Regions from separate parts of the Rattus norvegicus genome. Here region 2 is linked to region 1. Evidence: chromatin contacts called from public Hi-C data. All regions are on one chromosome and are shown on one strand. The core of a region is the stretch at or near the end of the contact, and the rest is flanking DNA. Distances in the headings are between cores, read along the strand shown. Region 1 overlaps Adk (adenosine kinase). Region 2 overlaps Adk (adenosine kinase).

Region 1 (5,890 bases), core at 2,681-5,180:
TCACTCTGCTCCCCATGTGGAGAGAGCATTATGCTTTAGACACCTCCAAGAGAAGGAAAATCTCTGCTTGGAGTCATGCTGAATAAATGACTCAATGGTTTGAATTCCTTTCAAAAATTGGCACTTATTTCTGTTGTGGAGACAATGAAAATAGGGAGAGTGACTAAATTTAGGTTTTGGAGGTTTCTTTTCTCATTTTATTTAATTCACATCAATTTATGACAGTTTTTAAAAGGCTTTATAATGAAGCCTGCTTTTAAGTACCTTGTTTTTATTTAGATTCTAACAATGTAAACCTTTAATCAGTTCAGTTCACGAAAAAGAAGACTTAACAGCACACTGTACTCTGAGCTGTTTTTCCAGAATAATAAAAGGCCTCATGAAACTCTTTACCAAGAATTGTCATTTTAAATTCTTAGCAGGTCTGTCATTTAAATCGGGCGCTGTGCAATTTTCTATCACCTAAGTAGAGAAACCCACTCTCCTGCCTGTGCTCTGCCTACCTCCAGCTTCTATCTTTCTCCAGTGCTCTCCTAAGCTGCTGCTTCTTGCTAAAAAAATGCCCAATTCATTTTAAAGATTAAAGATGCTTACAAAAATAAAAGATTATCTAGAATTTGCAGAGAAACCCACCAGGACATCATAAACAATGCCGCAGAGGGTCTTTCCTGATGAATAAACACAGGTTATTTTTAGAGGTGTTGGGCTGGCCTTGTCGGCGGTCACATCACCGATGGCAACGCTCTGTGGTTTTGGGAAAGAATTGGAATTAATGACAGAAAATAAGAGAGGGCAGGGGTGCTGGTAGGAAGGAAGGATGTTTGCCATTCCTTTCCTTCAATCACCCCACTTGTCTTGTTTTCTTTCTTTCTTTCTTTCTTTCTTTCTTTCTTTCTTTCTTTCTTTCTTTCTTCCTTCCTTCCTTCCTTCCTTCCTTCCTTCCTTTCTTTCTTTCTTTCTTTCTTTCTTTCTTTTCAAGGTGTTCCAATATTAAAGTAGGAGAGAGGAAATACAAATGTTTGTCTGGTTTGTTACACTAGACTTGGGGACACTGGGCCATTTTCATAGACAGAAAATTGCTAAGATAAAGTGATTTAGTCTTGTTTTACTCAAGAGCACCACACTCTAACCTATGCTTTCATATTTTTCTCTAATGAAGTAAGACAACATTAATGACATTATAAAAACCACTGGATTTCTCAGCATTCCACACATTGCTTATATTTTTATTAATAACGCTGACTTGAGGCAACTCTGCTCATGGCTCGTAGATATCCTGCACTGCTGCTGATGCTTCTGGGGACCCGTAGAGGGGTGTACGTGCTTCCTGAATCTAACAGCACTGTTGGCATCACTGGTGGAGCTGGGTTCGTGCGTCAGACGGTAACGGGGCGGGTGACTACGGTGATTACTTTGCTTCCATGCTCTAATCCATTATGGCAGATATGACAAAAAGGGAAACCATTTTTTTTTTTTTTTGGGTTCTTTTTTTCGGAGCTGGGGACCGAACCCAGGGCCTTGCGCTTCCTAGGTAAGCGCTCTACCACTGAGCTAAATCCCCAGCCCCGGGAAACAATTTTTAAATCAGTAAATAGGAACTAATGAAAGGTTAATATAGTGCTGCTTAGCAGGAAATAGAGAGTGCAATTTGTCGCTAAGACTGAACGTAAACCAGGTACACTTAGAGCAAAGAGCTCAAGAAGAAATAAGGTCCTGAACAGGCTGACTAACCCCGAAACATCACGGGAGCACTATGAAACTGAGATTTTTACTATATGCACATCATATGCCTGCCTGCAAAACCAGGCGTGAAACCAAATACTTTCTTTAATGATAATACAGCTAACTGACAGTTACAAATTTATATTCTAAAACTTCTTATCTATGAAACATTTGAATTTGTAATAGTTGAGCATATTGGTTTTTAGTTAAGGGGACCTTAGCATCGTTAAAACTTTATGATTTGAGATAGGGTCTTACAAGGTATCCCTGGCTGGCTTTGAACTCACAGATGTCTGCCTGCCTCTGCCTCTAGAGTACATGAATTACAGGAATGTGCACAGTCATGCCTGGGGGCTAAAACTTTAAAAATGACTGAAAGCATTTACATATATTCTCACAATCAAAACACTTGTTTTAGATCTCTCTCTCTCTCTCTCTCTCTCTCTCTGCATACATGAATGCTAACATAGCCTCACATTAAAAAAATTACATTAATTTAGTGTATGTGTTCATGTATATCTCAAAGCTCTAGTGTGGAGGTCAAAGGTCATGGCACTTTTGTCTGCCCAGGCATCTGGTGGCCCCACATTTCATTTGTGAACACTCTCCTGACTCTGTCTGGTCTTCTCCAGCATTTGTCAGTTTGGGAAATTAAATGAGACAAGCAACTTTGGAAATCATTTCTACACTGCTCACTTCTACAATGACTCAAATGTGGTAACACAATGGAAGCAAACGTCTAAGAAGTTAATGGCTGTGTCATTCCCACGTAGCAGACAATTGAGGGCATTCTTGGAGACATGCTCATGGTCTTCCTCTATGATGAGGAGGAGCTGTCTCTCTGGTTTATATGGTCACCATACATGTATATTATTTTGTTTCTTAATGATGAATCTGCTTTTTTAAAAATATATTTATTATATATGAATATGAGTACACTGTAGCTCTTCAGACACACCAGAAGAGGGCATCAGATCCCATTACAGATGGTTGTGAGCCACCATGTGGTTGCTGAGGTTTGAACTCAGGACCTCTGGAAGAGCAGTCAGCGCTCTTAACCACTGAGCCATCTCTCCAGCCCTGAATCTGCTTTTAATACAGTTTATTAATAGTCGTACCACAAATCCACATTTCTTTAGAGTGTTTAAAGCTTACTTAGTATTGTTCAATCAACACACGGTTTCTATACATGTTAGACAATACTGAGTATTCAAATGAGGGTAGAGTTCTTAAATCTTAATTACACTTCTAAAGTTACATGAGTGGGGTGGCTCAGCTGGTAAGGGTGCTGGCTGCCAAACTAGAGGACCTGAGTTCAGTACCCACACCCACAAGGTGGAAGGACAGAACTGATTCCAGGAAGTTCTCCTCTGAACTTCATACATATGCTGTGGCAGGCAAGTGCTCTCCTACCAAATAAATAATATAATTTAAAAAAGTTACTCTAGGGGTTGGGGACTTAGCTCAGTGGTAGAGCGCTTGCCTAGGAAGCGCAAGGCCCTGGGTTCGGTCCCCAGCTCCGAAAAAAAGAGCCAAAAAAAAAAAAAAGTTACTCTAGTCATATAATACTACAAGTTGATGTATAAATCAGAGCATTTGACATTGTTCTGCCTCACTATCGCAGCCGTCAAAGACTTGGTTAATTGTCTGTCAGTTGACCTGGGTTCAGACTGAAGCTAGTGTTTCCTGACAGTCAACTGAAGACAGTGTTATGCAGACAGAAACGTGGTCCTCACTGTGTCTCGATTTTGCCAACAACAAACCACATGGAGTTTCGAATCTTGACAAGATCATCCTTCTATTAGGTAAACAGAACCGAGACCAGAAAACTAAGGCTAATTATCAGTATTTTCCTTACAAAAAAATTATCCCATGTTATTTTTAAAAAGATGAAAAGGAGACAAGACTCAAATAAGACGTTCATAAGCAGGACTGAAATTAATCAGCCCCTAACAACTGGTAAGTACGACCTTAGGAAATGAGTTTGCATAATGCTAATCTACGTGGGATAGGGCTGAGCTTATTCAAGTGACACTATGGCTCACTCTTCCTCTTGCCCCACCACTGCTTCGGCACCGAGGTCTTATGAAATGTGATGCCAGCTAATGAGCTAGCTTTTTAACTGAGCAAACTGACAGGGCCCCATATCTGCAGAGGCAGCTTGAAACTGTGCCCAACCTCTTGGCTTCCCAAGAGGCTTTTCAAAATTCAATAAGTAACATCTGTAGGCAATGTTGGGTGCAGACCTAGCAGAGTGCGTCATAACACTGTGCTGGCAGAACAAAGAAACCATGACGACTGCCAAGTTTCCATGGCAACTGCAGCGAGGCTTGAGAGTATAATAGCACATCAATCACTGTCCAAAAGAACTTCATTATCAGCTAGAAAAAACCTTTAGGATCTGTTTAGTGTGCAATTGTGGGTTAACTCACCTCAAAGCCTTGCTCTCTAGCAAAAGTGGCAGCCTCCTGGAAACAAAAAAAAAAAAAAAAAGGACAGTTAATTATAAAGTGCCAGATAATGAAGAAATAATTCATTTTGAAACTTGGCCTTCTTTTTTACACAATTATCTCAATATCCTCACATAGATTAATTTTTATATTTACCCTAGAAGCATTTCCTTTTTGTCTTGGCATGAAAAACAATGGGCCGCGTGGTGTCAACACACTTCGCCAGCCAGAACAGGGGGGAAGCGGCGTGTGTTTGCACAGCGGCTGCCAATGCGTTCAGGTGTGCTGACTTCAGTCAGGAAGCAACGACACTCACTTGAAACCCGAGGACCATGCCGGTGGCTCCATTTGTAATTAACGAAGTTCCTCTCAGAAAGCCCTTCTGAGACAGGAGCGCCTCCTCATCCATGTATAGATGCGGAAAACAATTATTTCCCAACCCCATGTGAAATTTATAGAGACAGGGGTCACCGGTGGTTCTTAAGAGTCACTGGGTGAGAGGATGGCAGGGAACCAGCTCTTCCCGTGGATTGCACGCTGGTCACGGGGAGCAGAGTGTAACTTCATAATGGAGGGGGGTCAAGCTGTCACCATGTGACAGTGATCAATCCTGTCTGTTAGCCTCCCTCATGGTGGGACCACCAAACATTCTGTGCCTGTCATGATGGAAAATGGAGTTCACTGTACCAACCGGCAGGTATTCTGGCCAAAACATCTTCACACCAATTCACCAAAACTTTAGTCCAACAACTTGATGTATGAGGGAAGAGAGAAACGAATCAGACAGTGAACAAATCCGTAAGATGACACATATTTACGGGGCAAGTATTGTTCCTTAATTAAAGGGAGGGGACATGAACAAAACCAGCATACAGCTGCATCTTATTTTAAACCAACCCGCTGTGAAAGGCGTTTGAACAGAGGTGAATAGAAGATCAGAAGATAGGAGGAATTATTAGTTTGATATTAGGAATGATCAGTATGATAAGGAAAATGTCTTTACCTTTCAGAGTTGTGTCCAGAATTATTTAAGGATAAAATGTCACACATAGAATTTGTAACTTGGAATACTTTGGGGGAACAAAAGGGAGCAAATTTGACAAAATACTGACGACTGTGAAACCTAGGTATATGATAATCGGGGTGAGTACATCCACTCTGTGTACCTCTCACCCCCACCCTCATGGGGGGGTCTTGCTATTTAGCCCTGGCTGGTCAGAAAATGTTACGCAGGCAAGACTCGCCACAAACTTGTATAGATCCACCTGCTTCTGCCTCCCAAGTGCTGAGATTAAAGGTTTGGGGAGGGGTTGGGAATTTAGCTCAGTGGTAGAGCGCTTGCCTAGGAAGCGCAAGGCCCTGGGTTCGGTCCCCAGCTCCGAAAAAAAAAAAAAAAAAAGGTTTGGGGCACCACACCTGGCTTTGGTCTAAGAGGAAAAGGTTACAAAAGTTAATACTTAAAAGAATGTTTAAGAATTTTAATACCCAATGTTCTTCTAGCCTTTATATAAATGAGCGCAACTTAATGAATATTATGACATACTCTAATGCTTTTCTAACAGGCTTCTGAAAGACAAAAACAAAACAAACCACCCCTGAACCAAAAAAACACCCGCAATCTATGGAAGTAAATCTTTACGCTTTTACTGTTTAGCTTGTGCATTCGTTTTAATTTTAGGACTGATAGAAAATGGAGGCAACGCTACTTTTCATTTCTA
Region 2 (5,507 bases), core at 957-3,456, 110 kb after region 1:
AAACCCGGGATTAGATTATTTCTGCTTTCTAGGGGGAATATTAAAAATGAGACCATACTATGATGACAAAAACGTAGATGACCACTTTAGACACCACTCGACTCAGTTCTAGCCACTCTGTGGTCATTCGTTCCTAACAGATTCTGTCCCAAGAGAAGCAGCTCACTGTCACACAGGACTGACAGACAAGCCTGCTTGCACTAACTCCCAAACCCTTTCCATAAATCACCAGAGCACACGGTGTCTTATTTACATCTAGTAGTGTGCTAACTTCATGAGCTCCACACAAAATCTCGGAATCACGTTCCAAAGGCAGAACCGTTTGGGTGACGTGATTGATTATGTGCATCTTCTCACTGCCAGTATCATAATCAGCTGAGGACTCTCAAGTTTTCAGCTTCTCCCCCTGGTGGCAGTATCTAGGCTGGTATCTATTTAAAAAACAAAAACATCCCCCCCTCCCCGCACAGTATCTTAAGGTTTACAGCCACTACATTCAAATATTGGTAGGCAATTTTTGGGATAGAGTAGATTTAAATGAAACAGAAGCAAATCTCGAAACTCTTCTAATAGAAGCACTCGCCTCCTATAGTTCTCTCTCTTTCTCTCTCTCTCTCTTTTTTTTCCCACAATGCAATTACACCCATTACATCATTGTAAATTACATGCTGGGGCTATCTCAGTAGGTATCTGCCAAATGTAAAACTTACAGACGGTCTTCAATGTAATAATGATGTTTTATCATTTTAATTACAAACTCTTTAAAAAACTCCCTAAAGTGTACCAATTGGGGTGGTCTAAATTAACAATATCTTGGTAGCCCAAGGGTAGCAAAAATAGATTGAACCACCAAATTTCATCATCCTCATAGCAGCTGTCTCCCTGCCTCTAGGAAGCTGAGTATTTAACAAAGCAGACACTTGGCACTGGTGTCTGATTAGCAGCCTGTGCATTGTCAGACAGAATGTGCTCGGCTCTTCTGTTCCCGGGTTGGATTGGAAGCCTGGAGAGCAGGGGAACTTTCTTCTGCAGTCTTCTCATAAGTAAATCAGCTCAGGGTCTTCCTCTGTTGCTACACCCGGAGAACTGACTAGGTGCTTTCTCAGTAACGTGCGTTATCAAATGCTAGACAATTCAAATAAAGGCTTGCAAGTCTATTACGAAGAGTGGAATATGCCAATTTAAAAATCACTGTGGTTGGGGCTGGGGATTTAGCTCAGTGGTAGAGCGCTTACCTAGGAAGCGCAAGGCCCTGGGTTCGGTCCCCAGCTCCGAAAAAAAAAAAAAAGAACCAAAAAAAAAAAAAAAAATCACTGTGGTTAAGCATAATACATATAAAATTATTTCTTGAAATAAAGTGCTTTGAATTATGTTGAACCTAAATATGAAAATATTGTTTGTGAGGGAGGAAGAATGGTCATTTTAGAGTATACAAATATAACATTATATTCCTAAAATATTAAAGTTTTTTTTTCCTGAACTCACATGAAGCATACTAGAAATAAAACACTGCCTTACAAGAATATCATTTTGCAGCAGGGTCCAAAACATTAAACATTATAAATTACCTTTTCGCCAGAAATTTCTTTGAAAATTTATTACAAATGATTGTGCTTATTGGCAGAGTTCAAAATCAGTAGAGTCCACGCAAACAATCTACTTCAACGCGAAGCACATTCTTTTACTCTATCAAATCCATCGGAGGTAATCAGACTGGATGTTTTATTCAACAGGGCTGAAGAAAATTGTCCTACAATAGGTTAATTCAAAATGGCAGCATAGAAAATGCATCTGTCAGTGGGGATCAAATTACAGGGCAAGCTCCTCTCAATGCTTAGAAAAACAAGTCTGCAGTTCTACAGATTATGTGCCTGTGTGTGTTTAAAGGGGTGGGAAAGGAGCTAAATATCTGAGCTAACCTCCAATTAAAGTCAATCATAAAAACAGCCAATTTAATGAGAGCGGGTTTCTTTGGGTAATTATAACACCAACCACTTTTTTCTCTTTAAATCTGTAATTCTGCCTTCTTCTTATTGCTTGCTTTGTCATTAATCGCCTCAGGACCTTGATTTCCTAGCAACAGACTGCCACCAAACATTTGGCTCCTGTTCAACATTTTCTTTGTGAAAAATGGCACTGCTGTTGCTGCCTGGGCTGCTGCAGCTAGACTGGCTGTGTAAGTGCTCTAATAATGTATTCCTCTGGAAAAAAAAAATCACATGATACAGGGTGCGATGACTGAGCTCCGGTAATTACTGAGCTGGGAAGTTTATCTACCATCTAAAAGCTGTGCAGGGGGAGGGGGGCTACAGGATTCAAAAACGCATTCCTTCCATTATTAATAATCTGAAGGTAAGGATTTATAAAGAAATATTCTATTTGGACGTATATAAATGTATTAAGGATCAGATACAAAAGGCCAATGTCCTTAAAATGTGGCTTGGTGATTTCTTTCTCTACAACATAGCCCCAGACACACAAAAGAATCACAGGACAGTCTGCTGCAATTTAAGAAAGCAAATTAACCTATGTATCTGTCAGCTGTGTCTTTCCTACTTCAGGCAAAATCATTTGTATATGTAAATATGCTATATGAGATGGTAAGAGGTTTTCATTCACAGCATGAACAGTGCATACTGAGAAAACAGAACATTCAAAATATTGTGTTTTGGTATATTGTACACTTAAGTAAATATTTAATAACCCATGGTCAGGGTAAAGATGCTAATCATTATTTGGGAAATGATTCAGTCGGGACGGAAGAAAATCAGGCCTTGTGATTAGAAACCCTGTGATAAGGTAACATAATGTGATTTTTTTTTAAACTGGGTAGATTTATTAAGATTTTTCATGTCTTAGAAACACTGCCACCCCCAGTAATGATAGTTATGGAAATTAACATGGCATGTCAGCTATGGTTCACTGAAGCCTGGCTTTAACTCTCAGAAATACGGCTTTATAAGACTGGCATGTTTCAGGACTGCTGTCAGGATATGATAATTTAATATACCCAAGAGAGCACTAAGTATTCTGAAAGCATCTGGGAAGCTAATAAGCCAGTGGACACTGATTCTCACCAGGGTGTGCACTGTGTAGCAAACTTACTACAAAGTGTCGCAGTTCAGCTCATCCGAGGGAGTGGGAAGGCTAGAGGGTGCTTTAAAACATCACAATCACTACCCTTGACAGATGAAATAAAATCAAACTGCAGAAGCTCTAGAGCAGAGCACTAATCATTAAAAAGCCACTGATTGTATCCAGAGAATAAAAACATATCCATGCTTTTAAAGGAGTAAATAATCAGACCTTTGATTTTAAAGACTCTGCTTACTGTTCATAATAACCAACACTGCTTCAATGGAGCCTGACCCAATCGTGTGTATTTTTATAAAAACTAAGTCTTGGTTGACTTAGGAAAGTAAACACACACACACACAAACGTCAGTTTGAGAAATAGAACTCCAAATTCAGAAAATATAATTACCACACAACCATATTAAAATATCTGAGGGATATAGTGGTGCTAGTTGCTGTTTACAGGTAAAACATTTTAAAGCCTATATTGAGTTTATCACCAATTTCATATTAAAGATACAGTAAACCTAGAGGCCATACAAAATGTGAGAAACATATCTGAGCGCTTCAACAAGGGCTGTAGGGTTTCTTAACTCTGTTATGTGTACATCACTCTGAAAAAGAGAACTAAAAACACTGCTGGGTGGGTAACTCCTTGACATTTAATTGCTAATTCTGACATACATTTAAAAATGGGCTGGAATTGTCCCAGAAGTAATTAAAGCAGAAGTTAATGCTTTAAAGCAAGAAGTCACTCACAGGCTTCTGCGCAGGCCGGGTGGAGTGTAATGTGGGAAGCAGGTGGTGTAGGAGAAGTGGAGTTACAGAGAAAACCAACGAGGGTGGGCCACACCGTCGGAGAAGCACTGGACAAGACAAGAGGAGCAGAAGGTGGAAGAGAAGCCGTCTGTCTTTCAGAAACCTTCAATGATTTAGAACTGTCTGCTATCTTTAGTGACGAGCAGAGGAGCAGTATTATGAAAGGGAGATCATAAGTAAGTTTTGCAAGTCTAGAGCTTTAGGGATCTGTAAGCAAGGAGGCCAAACACTGAAACACCACAGGGAACTCACGAGCCTGGACTCAGAAGATCCATCTATACAGATGCGAAACCCACGCTGTTCTGAGCATGACTGATGGGTACAGAAATACATGTAAAGACATGTCTTCCAGGGTAAGGACTGGAAGGAAGAGGGCTGCTCACTTTGCTTCATTCTACTTCCCTTCCCCCAAATAAAACAAAAACAAACAAAAAACCAAAAATCCCCCACAGACCCCCATTTATCACATTTTTACACAAATCAGATAAAATACTGGCATTTTAAGAACCTACTCTAAAACATGCTTGTACTGAAGAAATTAATTAGAATAAAAGTCAAAGGATCTTGAAGACCTGCAATAGAAAAACGGGCAAGAACAGAGGACCGGAACACACGTGTCACTCCCATTATATTGGCCAACAGACAAAGAAGAGCATTCTAGTCTGACTAGAGGCAACGGGGGGTTTCTGCAGTGTGGCCCTCGGGTGCTGTAATGAGAGAAGCGAGTGAGCAGAAGACGAAATCCAGGGGTGCTGCTAATGGACGCTAGACTGTATTTCAGTGACGATATAAATGTCCTCCAATTGGATTATGGTGATGGCTGCAGAATTCTATAACTACGGGAGCATCCATTGAACTGTGTGCATGAAATGGTGGACGCAATGACACAGAGATACCGAAATAAAGCTGTTAAAATTGATTCAATCCCATTTGTCTGGTGGGCAGAGACAACACAAGTTATTGATTAAATCATACTGAACTATAAAAATGTTATAATATGATCAGTAAACATGGTGGGATACAGCCTGCCGATATTCGGGGGCTATTTTTTTTTTGTTCAATTTATATACCTCTTCAAAGACAAACAAATACTCCATAAAATATACACTATCGCCATAATGTTTATATATTTTCTCTCTCGTTCATATTTATTATAGTCAGTGAAATTAATTTTCTCACGCTATTATTGCTTGCTGCTCTGGAACCCTGAAAGGAAGCAGAAGCAGAAACACCTGAGCGCATGATTTACTAATTAACTTTCGGTGCTACGTGAGCACACATGCTTGTTTTCTTACAAATGAGACCAGGATGAGCACGATTTCCAATCTCACATGAAATTCTAAACTCTCATTACATTGCAATAAGCCCACAAACCCAAAGCATCCAACCTACTAAATCTATGCTTTTACAACCAAGACCACCTTATTTCTTTTAAATAGGTAAAAAGATTATTCTGTTAATTGAATATTGGCATTGATATTAGCAAAGATTTCCTTTCCTTTGTGGTAGCATGAACATTTTATCCAACTTGAAAAGCTGCATCTATTAAAGCGATCACCAGGTATCTCTCTGGGAAAACTACACAGACGGGATTCAGAAGGCTGGGAGGTCGG

What was found. Hi-C and Micro-C count contacts between places; a contact is called where the count stands out from the background.
Region 2: a contact with region 1 is called in a Hi-C map of Schwann cells, with 2.2 times the contacts expected there. The contact joins two enhancer-like sites. A contact is called at or near these places in 2 of 12 Hi-C or Micro-C datasets (Schwann cells and frontal cortex).

Annotation. Positions count from the first base shown.
Region 1 is chr15:2,983,996-2,989,885 of GRCr8, forward strand. It overlaps Adk (adenosine kinase), which reads right to left. Exons shown (of 11, transcript NM_012895.3): 8 at 4,155-4,190. Among named protein-coding and RNA genes, the nearest start is that of Trnad-auc2, 45 kb to the left of the region's middle. Within about 2 kb of position 3,931, at least 49 of the 93 cell types and tissues checked have an H3K27ac peak or open chromatin away from gene starts, as enhancers often do. A contact at or near this core is called in Schwann cells, where this site is marked.
Region 2 is chr15:3,097,000-3,102,506 of GRCr8, forward strand. The region is part of intron 6 of Adk (adenosine kinase); the gene reads right to left. Among named protein-coding and RNA genes, the nearest start is that of Trnad-auc2, 160 kb to the left of the region's middle. Within about 2 kb of position 2,207, at least 13 of the 93 cell types and tissues checked have an H3K27ac peak or open chromatin away from gene starts, as enhancers often do. A contact at or near this core is called in Schwann cells, where this site is marked.